2 separate regions of the Gossypium hirsutum genome follow, and region 2 is linked to region 1. The links are chromatin contacts, called in public Hi-C maps. All regions are on one chromosome and are shown on one strand. Each heading gives the region's core, a stretch centred on a gene start, on an enhancer-like site or on the middle of the called end of the contact. The rest is flanking DNA. Distances are from core to core; before and after follow the strand shown. Region 1 holds the start of LOC107908329. Region 2 has its middle 5.1 kb from the start of LOC121214639.

The links. Hi-C and Micro-C count contacts between places; a contact is called where the count stands out from the background.
Region 2: a Hi-C map of leaf shows a contact between it and region 1, with 2.1 times the contacts expected there. The contact joins the enhancer-like site here to the promoter of LOC107908329 in region 1. A contact is called at or near these places in 5 of 34 Hi-C or Micro-C datasets (anther, hypocotyl and leaf).

What each region holds. Positions count from the first base shown.
Region 1 is chrD02:14,708,537-14,715,215 of Gossypium_hirsutum_v2.1, reverse strand. It overlaps LOC107908329, which reads left to right and starts at 3,186. Exons shown (of 4, transcript XM_016835525.2): 1 at 3,186-3,502; 2 at 3,591-3,673; 3 at 3,752-3,951; 4 at 5,743-5,975. The coding sequence starts at 3,616. The coding sequence ends at 5,850.
Region 2 is chrD02:15,165,076-15,172,565 of Gossypium_hirsutum_v2.1, reverse strand. No RefSeq gene overlaps it. Among protein-coding and RNA genes, the nearest start is that of LOC121214639, 5.1 kb to the left of the region's middle. Within about 2 kb of position 3,960, at least 8 of the 9 cell types and tissues checked have an H3K27ac peak or open chromatin away from gene starts, as enhancers often do. A contact at or near this core is called in hypocotyl and leaf, where this site is marked.

The sequences.
Region 1 (6,679 bases), core at 1,937-4,436:
GATCATATATTTGTGGTCAAGCCACTATTATTGCAGACAAGCTGCCAGACAAAATTGTGGATAAACCACTAGATAATGCAGATCATTAAACTGACAGAACTTCCTTCTTTCACATTATCCCGAACCCCATACAATGTGTCATGACATGCATATTCAAAATCAGAACGTTAAGCATATAGGACATGCTGTAGTACAATAATAGAAACAGAAGGGGAGTCCACGCTTCGCAGGACCGATTTTTCAAACCTCAAAGGACCATATTAGTATTGCCATGAAGTCACATGTATGGCAATACATTGTGTACACAATGGAGTTAATTCATTATTATTCTATTTCTCTTTTGAGTTAATAAATTCTCTCTATATTTTTCTTTTCAAGAATTTCTCTTGAATTTCTTTTAGAAGAGTTTTAATAATCTTTTTAGATTGAGGGGATCATCTTCAAACTTTTTCTTGCCAAGGTTTCTATCTTGGAGGGGAATTTAGAGTCACTTGCAGGGGGTTGTGGATTCTTCGTGTTTCCAAGGTTTCTTAGGACTTCTACATGCCACATTCTATCTTTCTATTTATTTTTCTTTATTCGTTTCCTTATTATTCTAATCTTTGATTTATTATTTTATTTTAGTTATTTATTTTAATTGTTTTATCTCACTTGGATTCGATTTCGTTTCAGGTTGTGTCAAAATCCAAGTTTCTTTCCGAATGTCTAAAGCCCTAAGTCAAATCCGCGACTTTGACAAACTTTACGATCCGCTTTTGTGTTCATCCTTTTCATCTTTTATCATAGCCCCAATTTTGGCTTCTACCATTCATTGATTTCTCGGGTTTTCGTTACACACCTGGTACAATTTCGACGTAGAAGTAGCATTGAAGATTTCAGAGCCTAAAAATGACATAAACGCGTGCAATTAAATGATTATACAGAAACCAAATCAACTTTCCTAACACAAACGTTCATATCCGACTTCCAAAATGACAAACACTTACACAGCAAAAATCGTTAGCAAACTAATGTTTAAGAGGCTAGAGAAGCGTCAATTGTTGTCCGATCCTTTCTTAGAATCACATCAAACAATCAAACCAATTACCCAAAATAGAGTTTAACCCTTATGACTCAAATTCGGTATCCAACAGCAAAAGAGGTTATTAACTAACGATGGAAGACATTAAACCCTTACCCAACGGAAATAAAGTGTTCCATAAGGATAACGAATAACAAATTCGCCACACCCGCATCAAGATTTGAATCCAGAAAGCAAAAAAATGAAATAAAAAGGATAGAAAACGTAGAGAAGCAGAGAACCGAAACAGTTTTGTGGGGAAGGAAGAGAAAAACGCGAGAAAAACAAGAATTTAATTAAAAGCTTTAAAAAAATAAAATTAAGTTATTTTCAAGAAAAAGAAAGAAAATGTAAAATATTTCCTTATTACTTTCACAAAGATTCAAACACAAGACAAATAGGCAAATTAATAAATACCTTACTACCAAACTAACAGGCTCATTCTTGACATTAGTTGATTGGAAATAGAGGTCAAGACAAAAACAATAAAAATTCCAAAAAAGGGATTTGAATACAAAACCTTAAACACACATCCAGAGCTTTTAACCACTAAACCAAACTAAATTACTTTACAAAATTTCCAAAATCTTAATTCAAAATCAAGAGGTGACCACTCTTTTCACTAACTTAATTCATTCCAACCCAATTTTTGGAATTATACATAATCAAAATCCTTACAAAATGTATATTGCTAATTGAATAAATTTATAGTATTAGATTATTAATAGTATTGAATTAATTGATAATTTATTATATTAATTGCAATAGTAATTGAATAAATTAATAATGTTAACCATATATGTTATGCCAATCAACTTCAATTTTTCAAATAAGACATATTTTTAAAATTGTCTTCAAAAAAAAAGTTATTTCATCTTAATGGTAATTTTATTTTAATAAATTTAGAATTTGTAAATTTATTATAAAGGAATAATGTTTTATATTTAAAATATAAATTTATACATAAAAAATTAATATATATAAATATATAATTATGCTTCGATGGTCTAATTAATAAGATGATTATTTTTTAATTCAATAAGCTATTTAATAGTACCCAAATAATAAATAAATAAATCTTTTTATATAATTCAAATCCAAATGATAATTAAAAAAACATAATTAATGTAATTCAATTATGTTTGAACAATTAGATTCTTGACTTTAACATATCTCCATTTTGTTTAAAAAAAACACTCCATTTTTGTATTTGTAAATTAAAAATTATGTAAGATTTTTCCTCTAAATCAACAAAAAGAAAAAAGTAAAAATCCAATTATAATTTACAAGATGTATCAGAATATCAGCTAAAGGAGGACAAAAGAATGCTTTACACTACATCAAACAACAAACATTATTTTTTTTAAAAAAAATCAAAATAAAAAACAACTTTATTGGGTTTGAACCATTTTAATCTTTAATGGGTTTGAGCAGTTGGGCCAAATTTTAAAATGGAAAGGAAGTCCAACATTTGGGCCTAATTTTAAAAAAAATCCAAAACATGGATCAAACTGGTTGAAGCTTCTTTTGGTTTTTTTATTATTGATTGAATTGATACGAGAATTTTGTTAAAGTAGGCCTAAATCGGAAAACCCATCTATTGAAACTAGTTGGGCTTAGAATATAAAAATGGTGTCAATTTGGTGGGAAATGACTAATTTATAATTATCTCGGGAGTTTTTCACAAGCGGATTGAAGATACAACGAGTGTCTTATAAGTGAAAAAAATTAAATATATAAATAAATGTTAAAAAAAATTGATTGTATAAAAAATCATGTAAAATTGTAAAACCATTTTAGTTCTACACTCGTATCTGAATTTTATTTGTGTATATTGTTTTTAAGAAAAATAAAAAATTCATCCCCGACCGGATCTACAATACAAGTTGATAGGTTGATGATAACTTGTAGTGCATTTAGATATGATATTTGACAAATTCCAATAAATTAAAAGACGTTATTCCTTGAAGAAAATCAAACAAACGAACTAGAAATAGCAGTTAGGAGGAAACTTGTAAGGAAATTCAACATATGGCCTTAACCAGGACTAGGGTTCATTGACTTTAATCAAATTTATAATATTTACCTTTCTTCCTAACCCACCTAAAACATACTTTGGATCGTTTCTAGCTGCCATTCCTACGCGCTATAATTTATTCAACAAAACCCTCTCTGAATTTTTCTCATTTTCACATACCTTTACTTCATTTCATTCCCAGACATTTATGGCGACTACTTCAGCATCCATCTTTCCATGCAAACTTCAAATGCCATATTCCTGCAAACTCCAGCCTCCCATTATACGTTTTAGCCATTTCTTGGTGATATCAAATTCAATACACAAGGCCAAAAATCATCAGATTCTACGGAACCACAATCTGCAACCGCCGGGCATCGGTCTTAGGTTGCTAAATACAGACAGGGTCAACAACCTGGTTCCTGGTTAGTCTTATCTACCTTTTTTTTTTCTTTTCTTTTTACAAATAAACAAGGAAAGAAATGATGTATTTGAGAGTGAGTTTTTGAGCAGGAAACTATGGGTTGTGGGACTTGTGATGAGTATAATCCTACCCTTTTGGAGGAGCAAATGGGGGCCATTGTTAAAACTGAAAGGTATGGATCATAAGTTATTCAAATTGCATTTCCATATCTCATCAACATATTTTGAGGTTAAGTAGTATATATGTACAGACGAAGTTGAAACAATAATAGATAAAGCAGAAGAGGTGACGGATATTGTGGAAAAAGTGGCGGGACAAGTGGAGGAAGTGGCGGATGATATCGGAAATCATCTGCCGGAAGGCAGACTTAAAAATGCCCTTCAATTTCTTGAAGATATGGCTCAAAATACAGCTGACGGTGCACGCTTAGCTGGGGATCTCATTGACAAGGTATTTTGCTTTCATTGCTATTTACCTAATCCCTTTTTCTTTTCAGCATTTTTAATATTTTATCACTGGCATAAATTCTAGATAATACATCCAAAAAGAAAAAAAAAATTATCACTAGAGATACCTTTTATTTTAGGCACTTAAAAAAAAATATTTACCAAATGGATACTCACCTTATGAAATTTGTTTATTTTATTAAAATTGCAAACATGGCATTGATTATTTTGCATTAAAATACCCCTTTTTTAACCAAAGTCTTCTGTTGCAAATTTAAACTAGTAAAATACCCCTAAAGCCTTCAACACAGATATTTAGTTGGGATTTTCATCCTAAGCTCACCAATCTTGAAAATGTGGTGTAAAAATTACCATTTGTTTTCCCTTCTTGATTTGTTGCAACAGATAAAAAGAAGCTTTAACATTCAAGATGTTCCCAAAATGTTAGGGTTTAGGGTCTTTTTTTTAGTGATTAAAATGAAAATAAATCACTTGAATGCAAAATAATAAAACGGATATTAATATCCAAGGTGGAAAAAAAATTAGTTGAAATGCGAATTTACTATTTTAACCAAAGTGATCAAAATAAATAAATTTTGTAATGTGAGTGCCCGCCATTTTGAATTTTTTTTTCTTTTGAATGTCTAAAATGAAAATTTTTAAAAGTTAGGTGACTATCTATGTAGTTTACCGTTAAAAATAATATTTATAGGAGACCGATTGAATTTTAGTTCAGTTTTCAACTCGAGGATTGTGAGGTTTATGGATAGTTTAAGGATTGGTAAAGTATTATATTATTAGTTTCAATGACTTGAGGGAAAACCCTAGTAACAAAGGAAAAAAAGGTGAATGTATCTAGAAATCTCTTAATTATAGAGACCTAATCAAATTAGTCTCTCTATTATTAAATGAATTAATTTAATTCATACCATTAAAAAGAACTAAATAAGGTCAAATTGGAATAAAATTAATATTTAATGTTTAAAAAAGTTAGTAATTTTAAAGTTTTTATAGTTCTATAAATTAAATCTTTTGTTTGGGATTGAATTGCAATTGAAGAAAAAAATTCAAGACATTTTTTATACAGTAAATGTTAATTTTGTTACAATTTGGACTTGTTTGATTCTTTGTGATAGTATAGGGACTAAATTGATCCACTTAATAATAGAAGGACTAATTTGATTCAATCTCTATAATACAGGGACCTCCAAGTACTTCAATAAAAAAAATATAAACATAATGAAAAATTTAGCCCCTAGTTGCCCATTTTGTCACTTTGATCATATTCTTTTTTGGCCACTTTAACTCTCTACCTTCAAAATTTAATCAAATTACTTATTTTTTAGACGAAAAAATTGACTAAACTATTAAAATTTTAACAACGTTGATGTTGTAACTCATGTGTAACTTTCTAAAAAGTTAGATGAATTTTATGAAAATTTTAATAATTTTATGTATTTTTTAAAATTTTATATATACGTGGATGTTTGAATCACTTTTCATCCCACAAAATTAAATTTATTAAAATCTAAATGCTTAAAGTCAAAACAATCCAAAAATAAAAAATAAAATCAAAGTGAAAAAAAGAAGTAAATTTATTGTAATTTCAAATATGTAGGTGGACCTTCATGTTCTTTATCTACTAAATGGCGGAAACTGCACATATCTTATTTTTTGGTATTAATCTATATAACACAAATTATTAAATGTGTTGATTATGTTGAAACGAATGATGCGATAGCTTCGTATCTATACCATTAATATTTCTGTGTAATCTTAAAACTTAAAAATGCAGGTAGAGGAAGTGGAAGGAAAAGTGGAATCTTGGATGGGAGAGAATAGCATTGATGAAGAAGCAAAGAGAACAAAGGAAGACGAAGCAGCAGCCAAGGATCAGGCCTAGCTTAGCCTAACATGCATCTCTTTTTAATTGCAAAAAAGGGTGGTTGATAAAACTTTTATTAGACGAATTTAAATCGTGTAATTCAGTTCTTGTCTTTTAATTTATTATACATCTTTTCCTGGCAACCAATTTTCACAATCCTTTTCGTCTTTCTCACCCCCAAAGAGTAATCCATCGAATTAAAAAAATAAATGGCGATTTACAAAAGAAATTTTAATATGTGCACTAAATAAAATTAATGAGGTGGGATGTCGGTAAGGGTTAAATGGCTTTTTTGAATAAATCATATTTTCAATGCTTCAAATTTGAGATGTATTATAAATACTTCTTTTGGGGCACCAACTTAGACTTTTATACAAACAACACCCCTAAAACCTTTTTTCTTTCTTTTTTATGGTTTATGTTGAGGTTGATGGTCGCCCTTTTCAATAATGTCGTCTTCATGGTTCGAACTTACATCTTCTCTTGAAAATACAGTGTGCCCTGCTATTACACCCAACAATTGTTAGTTAAAATATGTGTTCTTTTTAATATTAAATGATTTTGATATTGTCACACATACGCAACGAGGTTAGGTTAAATATTTTATCGGACAACAAACCTCATAAATCTCTATTTCCCTCTTCTAGATATATTCTCTTCACTTCAATCTTTCCAAACCAAATCTACTAAGAAAACAAAGTCATTATGAGTTCACCTATTTCATGTATAACATTGTTTTTAATGATAATGTGAGTACTAATGCATTGAGGTATGTATAACATTGCCCCTAAGGATAATTAACCTACAAAGTATCCTTTAGGATTCAACAAGCGCTTTTCTATGACAA
Region 2 (7,490 bases), core at 2,711-5,210, 460 kb before region 1:
TTATTCACGTAGGTATGGATAGAAATTCTAAATTATTCACGTAGGTATGGATATTGAATCAAAGGTATCGATATTTCTCTTAAATGGTATCGATACTGCTTGAAAAATCAATACTAAAACAACATTTTGTTTCTCGCCTAAAAATTAAAATCTCAGAAATTATTAGTATCTTCATAAAGTATCAATTATTTTACCTCAAGTATCGATACTCGTGATATGATATCGATACCAACTTACGTTACTAACTCCCTACATATCAAAGTATCATGGAGGTATCATTTTTAAAATCTGTATATCAATACCTCTGTTCCAAACAACAAAAATATAGCATAGTAAGGCATATAATCCATTCTAAACATACACTATTCAACATGTAACTAATACCACATCAAATAATCGCCAAATCAACTATAATGACAGTTTAAATCATCGTAATTATGTCCGAGCAGGCAATAAATATACTAAGCTATTCATAAATCCTAAGAGCAATAAATTCATGTAAACATCCAAAACATTATGGAAATAGTTAGCTAAAAGTCTACCACATTGCCTTATTCCCACAGTTCAAAGAATAATAATATCACCTACACAAAAACTAAAGCCTAACTTGGATCACTTCTTTGGTATCCCCGCATTACTCATACCGTAAACGCTAAATATCTGCAATGGTTAGAGAGAGTGGGTGAGCTTAAACAAGCTCAGTGAATGTCGAAGTAACCACAAAGCATACACAATACCAAAGGTTAAACAAGAGCATGCTATAACACATTCACAATCATATTCTAACCAAGTCACAATAATATATTCACGCTTCATTAAATCATAAAACTAACATATACTCTCACATGCAATTACACTCAACTCTTATATATATAATTTATTTAATGATAATTCATCGAGACAAAACAACATATTCATGCTTTAATAACTCACAAGTCTAGCTTATATATTCACATGCATTTACACACAACATTTCCATATATAAATCACATTATGATAATTTGACACTTGAGGCTATGAAACATAAAAGTGGGCTGTACCACCACACATCGGATACATAGATCTCTAACATACCAAATGACTTGTAGAGTTGAAAATATCTCAAAAGTGTAGCATTTAGCTAACACTCTTCAACACACCAACATACATTCCCTTATCTCTCCAAACTGTCCCAGGGCCTCAATTCCTAAATCACAAAACACAAGAGTGAGACTCACAATCTTATGGCATGCCAACTATATCCAATAGTTTGAAGAGATCAAAAAACCAAAATATCCAAAATTACACAATTTTAATTAATGATTTAATGCACATAATATCTATTCATGTTCATCAATTTACATCACAAACTTGTACACAATGCATGCTTATCGAATTCACATTTAACTGAACTTTAAGTGCCACAATAATTCTCATTGAACCATCACATATCCAACCACATATGTGTGCATTAAAATCAATACATCATATATCACAAACAAGTATTCTCACATATTATCTGTCACAATAATATCACATTCCATAATTCAACACTTATGTACTTACTGAAATTTCGCTCACCTTCGTTGCATATTTGTATTATTAGCATATCATTATCACTGTCATTTGGCATGCACATCATGCCCATAATACAACACAATTTCCAATAGTCATCACACATGTCTCATATTACACTATCGCATCATAATAATCAATCCACAATTATTCACATAATCACATAAATTGCCAAAATAAAATAAGGGAAATAGAAAGCTTACACTCGGAATTTAGGATAGGGGTTTAGGCTATTCTAAAACTCCTAATTAACACTATGAATTGTGTCTACTAGCAACGATTCCAAACACTCACTGATCACGCTTTTGCCTGATTGCCGAAAGCATAAACTAGCTTTTCCTTACCTTTCACCTTGCTCGCTGAAGGCTGCAACACTTCCGTATCTTCACCAAAATAAATCACACAATAAACACAATCAACATTCAGCCAAAGACTCACATATGCCTACCAAAAACGCAAGCCTAAGTTATATTCTTCATGAAACTGAAATTTGACTAGCAAACTTGAAACTCAAATATTTTAATATTTACTCATTCCCTTTGCCTATAATCGATTCCAATTTTTAACAAAACTTTAAAAAATGTTTAGAAACCTTCTAATCACATCAAAACTAATGGAATTTGAAACCTTGTTTTTATTCAAATTCTCAAAATCCTCCCAATATTTGACTTTTATTCAAAACATTCGATTTAATGGGTAAAAACTTTATTTAAAAGACTAGATAACATAAAAAACTAATAGGAAAATAATTTGTTACCTTCGATGGGAGAAAAAAAGACATTTGGTTGAAAATAAGAAAAACCCACAAGCTTGAGAGATGACAAAATCAATAATTTTTTTTGTGTGTTTTTCTTGAAGTTCTGTGGAGGTTTATTGATTGGGTAATAATAGATATTAAAGGAATGAAGTTTGTAAAATAAAATTGAGTGATTGAGGTTTGGGAAAGTAAAGGATGACAATAACAAAAATATGGAGAAAAAGTATCGTGAGTTTAATATAGATGGAAGGGGAAAATAGGGTATTTTAAAAACTTTGGTATAATTGCTTTATAACTACTCCTATTTTGAACCCTTTTACAAAAAAGTCCTCATTCAAAATTAAAGGTATTTTGAAACTCATTTGGAAAAATTGATTTAATTTCCTAAAAGTCATAGATGAAGATATTTCTGATTTACCACGCTACAAAATTCTGAACACATAAGAGCTAAAATTCCCATTTTACCCTCAAAACTCATAGGCCTAATTTTGGGGTGTGACATAGGGAGCATTCCTTCTAGAATGAGCTTGTCCCAAATGCTCCTAGCTACAGGGCAATATTTGAGAACATGCAACACCTTCTCAGATTATTGTCTATAAAAACCACTGCGTTGTTTTTCCCAACTCCTCGTTTTACCCTTTTAGCATTTGTAAGCAAACGTTGCTTGAAGGTGAGCCAAATGAAGAAACAAATACGTTGCGGGCCTTTAAATAATAATACTTAGTTGCTTTAGATGGAAAAAAACTAACTTTTTGTCGAGTTCCTTCCAAAAGAGCTCTGCTCTTAGGGTTCTTTCCCTAAGCCCTCCACCAAAGATCTGCCTCCTTCACCTCTCGTCTTTTACGTGTCTCAATTTTCTAAACATCATATGCATTTATTTCTCTCTGCTTAAATGCCTCCTTATATGACTCTTCGATTTCTCCCCTCCCCTTTCATCTCCTTTTTCATCTTCATCATTATTTCCCCTTTTCCTATAACTCTCCATTACTGATTGGTTACCCTTTAATCTCCCTCCTCCCTCCATCATGGCTTTCAGTCCCTTAAAACGCCAGAAATTTTATCTGTATGGAACATTTGACACTAGTCGATCCTTTCTTCCAACTAATCATCGATCTCTCCCCTTCTCCTTTAATCAATTTGAACTCTCATTTCCTCTAAAATTGTTCCTTTTCACCCTTCTATCAAAGATGTGCAACAACTTTTTAAGAGATTGCAGTTGGTTTGAAAGTTCAGAATTGGAGTCTTTTGCCGATGAAAGCAACTCTGTGCAATACACCCTTTAAGTTGAGTTACATCCCCATAACAATGTTGCTATAAGAAGAGGGCCTATTGCCCCCTTTGATCGCTAAGAGCTTGAACTTAGTGTAGCCAATTGGAGTCACTATTTAATTGGTCACATCCATGACTATAAAAATTTCTCTCTTTGCCTTTTACAAATACTTAAGATTTGGAATCTTTAGGGTCGTGTTACTGTTTCTTCTAGAGATGGTATTTTTAAAATTTTCGATTTGACCTTATATCTAACCCTCAACTCAATCAAAGGAAAGGTCTCTAGGCAGTTGATAGAGCCTTGTCGATGACTGTTAGATGGGCCCCTAATTATTTCCCAAGGTTGGACCTCTTTAGCTCACTAAATGTGTGGATCTAAATATTAGGTCTTGCTATTGAATATCTTAATTCCTTTGTTGCAACTAAAGGTGCTCATGGGCTAGGCTGGGCCCAACCAAAATTTTAGGCTTGTTTATTAGGCCCGACTTGAAAAAAGGGCTTAAAATTTTGCCCAAACTCGACCCGGATAAAAATGCTAAAATTTGGGCCAGGCCTGCCCGTATTAAATTTTTTATATTATTTTAAAAAACGTATAATACATTAAAAATACTAAAAATATCAAAATAAATTAAAAATTGAAAATAAATTAAAAAAATATGTATCCTTAAATAACACTAATATAAGTGCAACTTAACAAGCAAATACCTCTAAAATAGTAACAAAATTAATAATAAAACAAGAATTATACTATATCCAAATAATAACAACAAAATAGTAACAACATAAATAGTGAAATGGTAGCAAAATAGTGAAAAAATAACAAGAAACTAACAACAAAATAGTAAAAAAAAAGTTTTTTTTGAACATTCGGTCCGGGCCGGACTCGGGCAAAAAAAGTCTTACCTGAGCCTCGACCTACTTTCTAAATGAGTCTTAATTTTTTGTCCAAGCTCATTTTCAGACTTGTATTTTTAATCAAATCCTTTCACTTTTCGGCGGACATAAACAGGTATAGTTGCAACTCGCTTGGGAAAAATAGTAGGGCGAGTAATCCATATCGATGACGATGGTAGAAATCCTCTAAACATCCAATTTCTTAAAGTACGTGTTAACATTAACCCCTTGCTTCCTTTGATTGCAGGCTATACCGTTCAAAGGGATGACAAAGTCAGGTAATGGGTTGACTTCTGCTATGAAAGAATATGCAAGGTCTGCATCAGATGCGGCAATATAGGCCAGACCAGAAATAGCTGCCCCCATGATAGTCAGGAAGTAGAGGATATGATTAATGAACAAATGGAGGAAATTAGACAGCCTGGGCTATGAAAGAGAGTTTGATGTTCATCAGATTCATTTTAGAGGTACCATTCGAGCCTCGGGATCAAGAGGTATTAAGCGTTCCACTTATGTGGAGCTAATTCCTTCTGTCTCTGTTCGCATTAGTTCTTCATATCCTTTTGCCAGAGGATATTTCCATTTTGGTGTTAATAATGTTATTAATATTCATGATGATGGTAATGATGTTGCAAATAATAATGATTTGGCTGGAAATGATGCTCTTAACCGTCCTAATGAGAACAACAATGTTGAAGAGGAATAAGTGGAACCCAAAGAGAATGATGAGGATACTGACCCTTCGATAGATGTTGAGGAAGAGGATGATAGTGATGAGCGCACGCCATCTAACAGTGTTCTTGTTAATGAAGAAGCCCCCAACTGATTCTGAGCAAACTCAAAACCAAGATAGCGATGCAGGCCCCCCTTTCTCTTGCATTTGTTCCTCATTTTAACCCCCCTCTTGTCTCTTCCCCACAACCAAATCCTTTCAGTCACCCTATACCCTATTATGAAGTCATCCCTTCTAAAGATGATTTAGAAGAAAGGATCCATACACAATTTCCTGCTACCGCTGCCTGATACAGAGAAAGGAACCAACAATGGTGGGCAGATAGACAATTTATTCAGATTGAAAGGATCCTTGCTGAATTGTCAATGTTCTACATGCCTAGAGAAGTGTATCTTCAAACCGCGGCCTTAGCTGGGGCCTCTATTCATTCGAGGAGAAATATTCCCAGATTTATTGGACTCTCTAACACTGAATTTACGTTCACGAATGCTCGTTTTCTCCTTGAAAATGAGGGCAATCACGCTGAGTCCAGTCTGAGGGATCTAGGCGAGAAAGAAAAAGAAATGCCCCAGTTATTGATGCTCAGTTAAACGCTTCAACTGACAGTCATTCACAATGGAGATAATTCTAGTAGAAATTCTTTTGACTTTGTTATCTATGTTGATAATCAATCTACTAATGTTCACTTTGAAATTACTAATATTGATACCATGGCTACTAAGACGACATCACTATGTTTGATAGATTGAATTCTGTGCAGGTGGTTGGGCTAGAGTCAAAAGACGTTCTTAGACCTGAAAACTATATGCCAAATTGTTTTTTCTAGTGGTTCCCCACTAGTAATAGTTCGGAAGAGGAATTGATGCAGGAGCATCTATTGGGTAGTTAACTACTTTGGCCCAAATTGAAGAAGATGAAGCTACAAATATTTTGGGCTTGGAAAGTCTAATGGTCTGCAACACAAAGAGCCTAATTTGGGTAGAAGATTTTTAAGAGACTTTTTTCTATGGATTCATTAAATAAGTAGGATGCATGAATTAGCAATTCCCCTCTGTTTATTTGTTTTTGTGGGCTTCAACAACAGGGTGAGTTTGGATAAATGGTGAAGATGAAATGTGATACACTATATTTAATTTATTTTTATTTCTTGTTACAATATGTTACAATATTTAATCTTTATCTTCACCGTTGTTTATACACTTAGTGTAAATAAACTTAGTATAAATAAATGCACTGTACATTTAAACTCATCTAATCCCATCCTTAAACATCCTTAAACAATTTCTTAATCTACAATCACATGTGTTAGTATTGATTGCATCACTATCACTTTAGATTTAGGAAGTTCCTAGAGTGGCGGTTTATCACAATCTTCCCCAATCAAACTGTGGTAATTTTGCCTTTTTAGTACCTAGATTTGATTCCCCTATAGGAACACTCTTCTGATGCCTTTTATGGTCATGAGGATACTAAACGAAGACACACTTCCAACCTTGAAGGTCCGGAACCCAACTCATTTCCCACTATTGTTCTCTGTGACGCTGAAGCAAGATTTGATGCTATGTCCATCAATGATTCCAGTCTATATGTTTATCAAAAAAAGAAAAAAATATTTGCAGGGGAAAGCTCCACTGCAACTAGCCCCCCATCGCCACAAAGAAGGCTATCTCCCCCATTTTCCCCAAATATTGATCTAGCTGCAAACTCGAATGAACCTCCTCTTTCTGTTCAAGATGATTCAACTACTGCTGCTTTAAATGTCTCTTCTGTTTCTAAATTTTCTATGGTTGTCTCTACTGCTTTTACAACTGTTGTTTCTATTGTTGTTTCTTTTGCTATTTTTATCAATGTTGTTTGTCCTAATTGTTTTTTAATTTGATGTAACCGTTGAAAATGATACTGCTGTTATTGCCTCTGCCGAAAGGTTCAGGCAGGTTGTCCTTGATCAGCCTCCCAAGTAGCTATGAAGGTCCTTAGCTGGAATGTTAGGGGAATGGGAAATCCCCTAACAATGTTCCGCTGCTCTCGGCTAATTGATAGATTCAACGTTGATTGTTGCTTTCTTATAGAAACCAAAGCTAAGCATAATTGCTATCTTAGACTTAGGTCAAGATGGAATTTTGAGCATCTTGTGGGTACTGATTGTAGTGGATGTAGTGGTGGTACCCTTTTCCTTTCGCGTAAAAGCATTAATTGTTCTGTCATTTCAATGAATGAAAATATGCTTTTTTGTTATATTGAGGATAAAAACTTTAAGATATGGCTAACCTGCATCTATGGTCA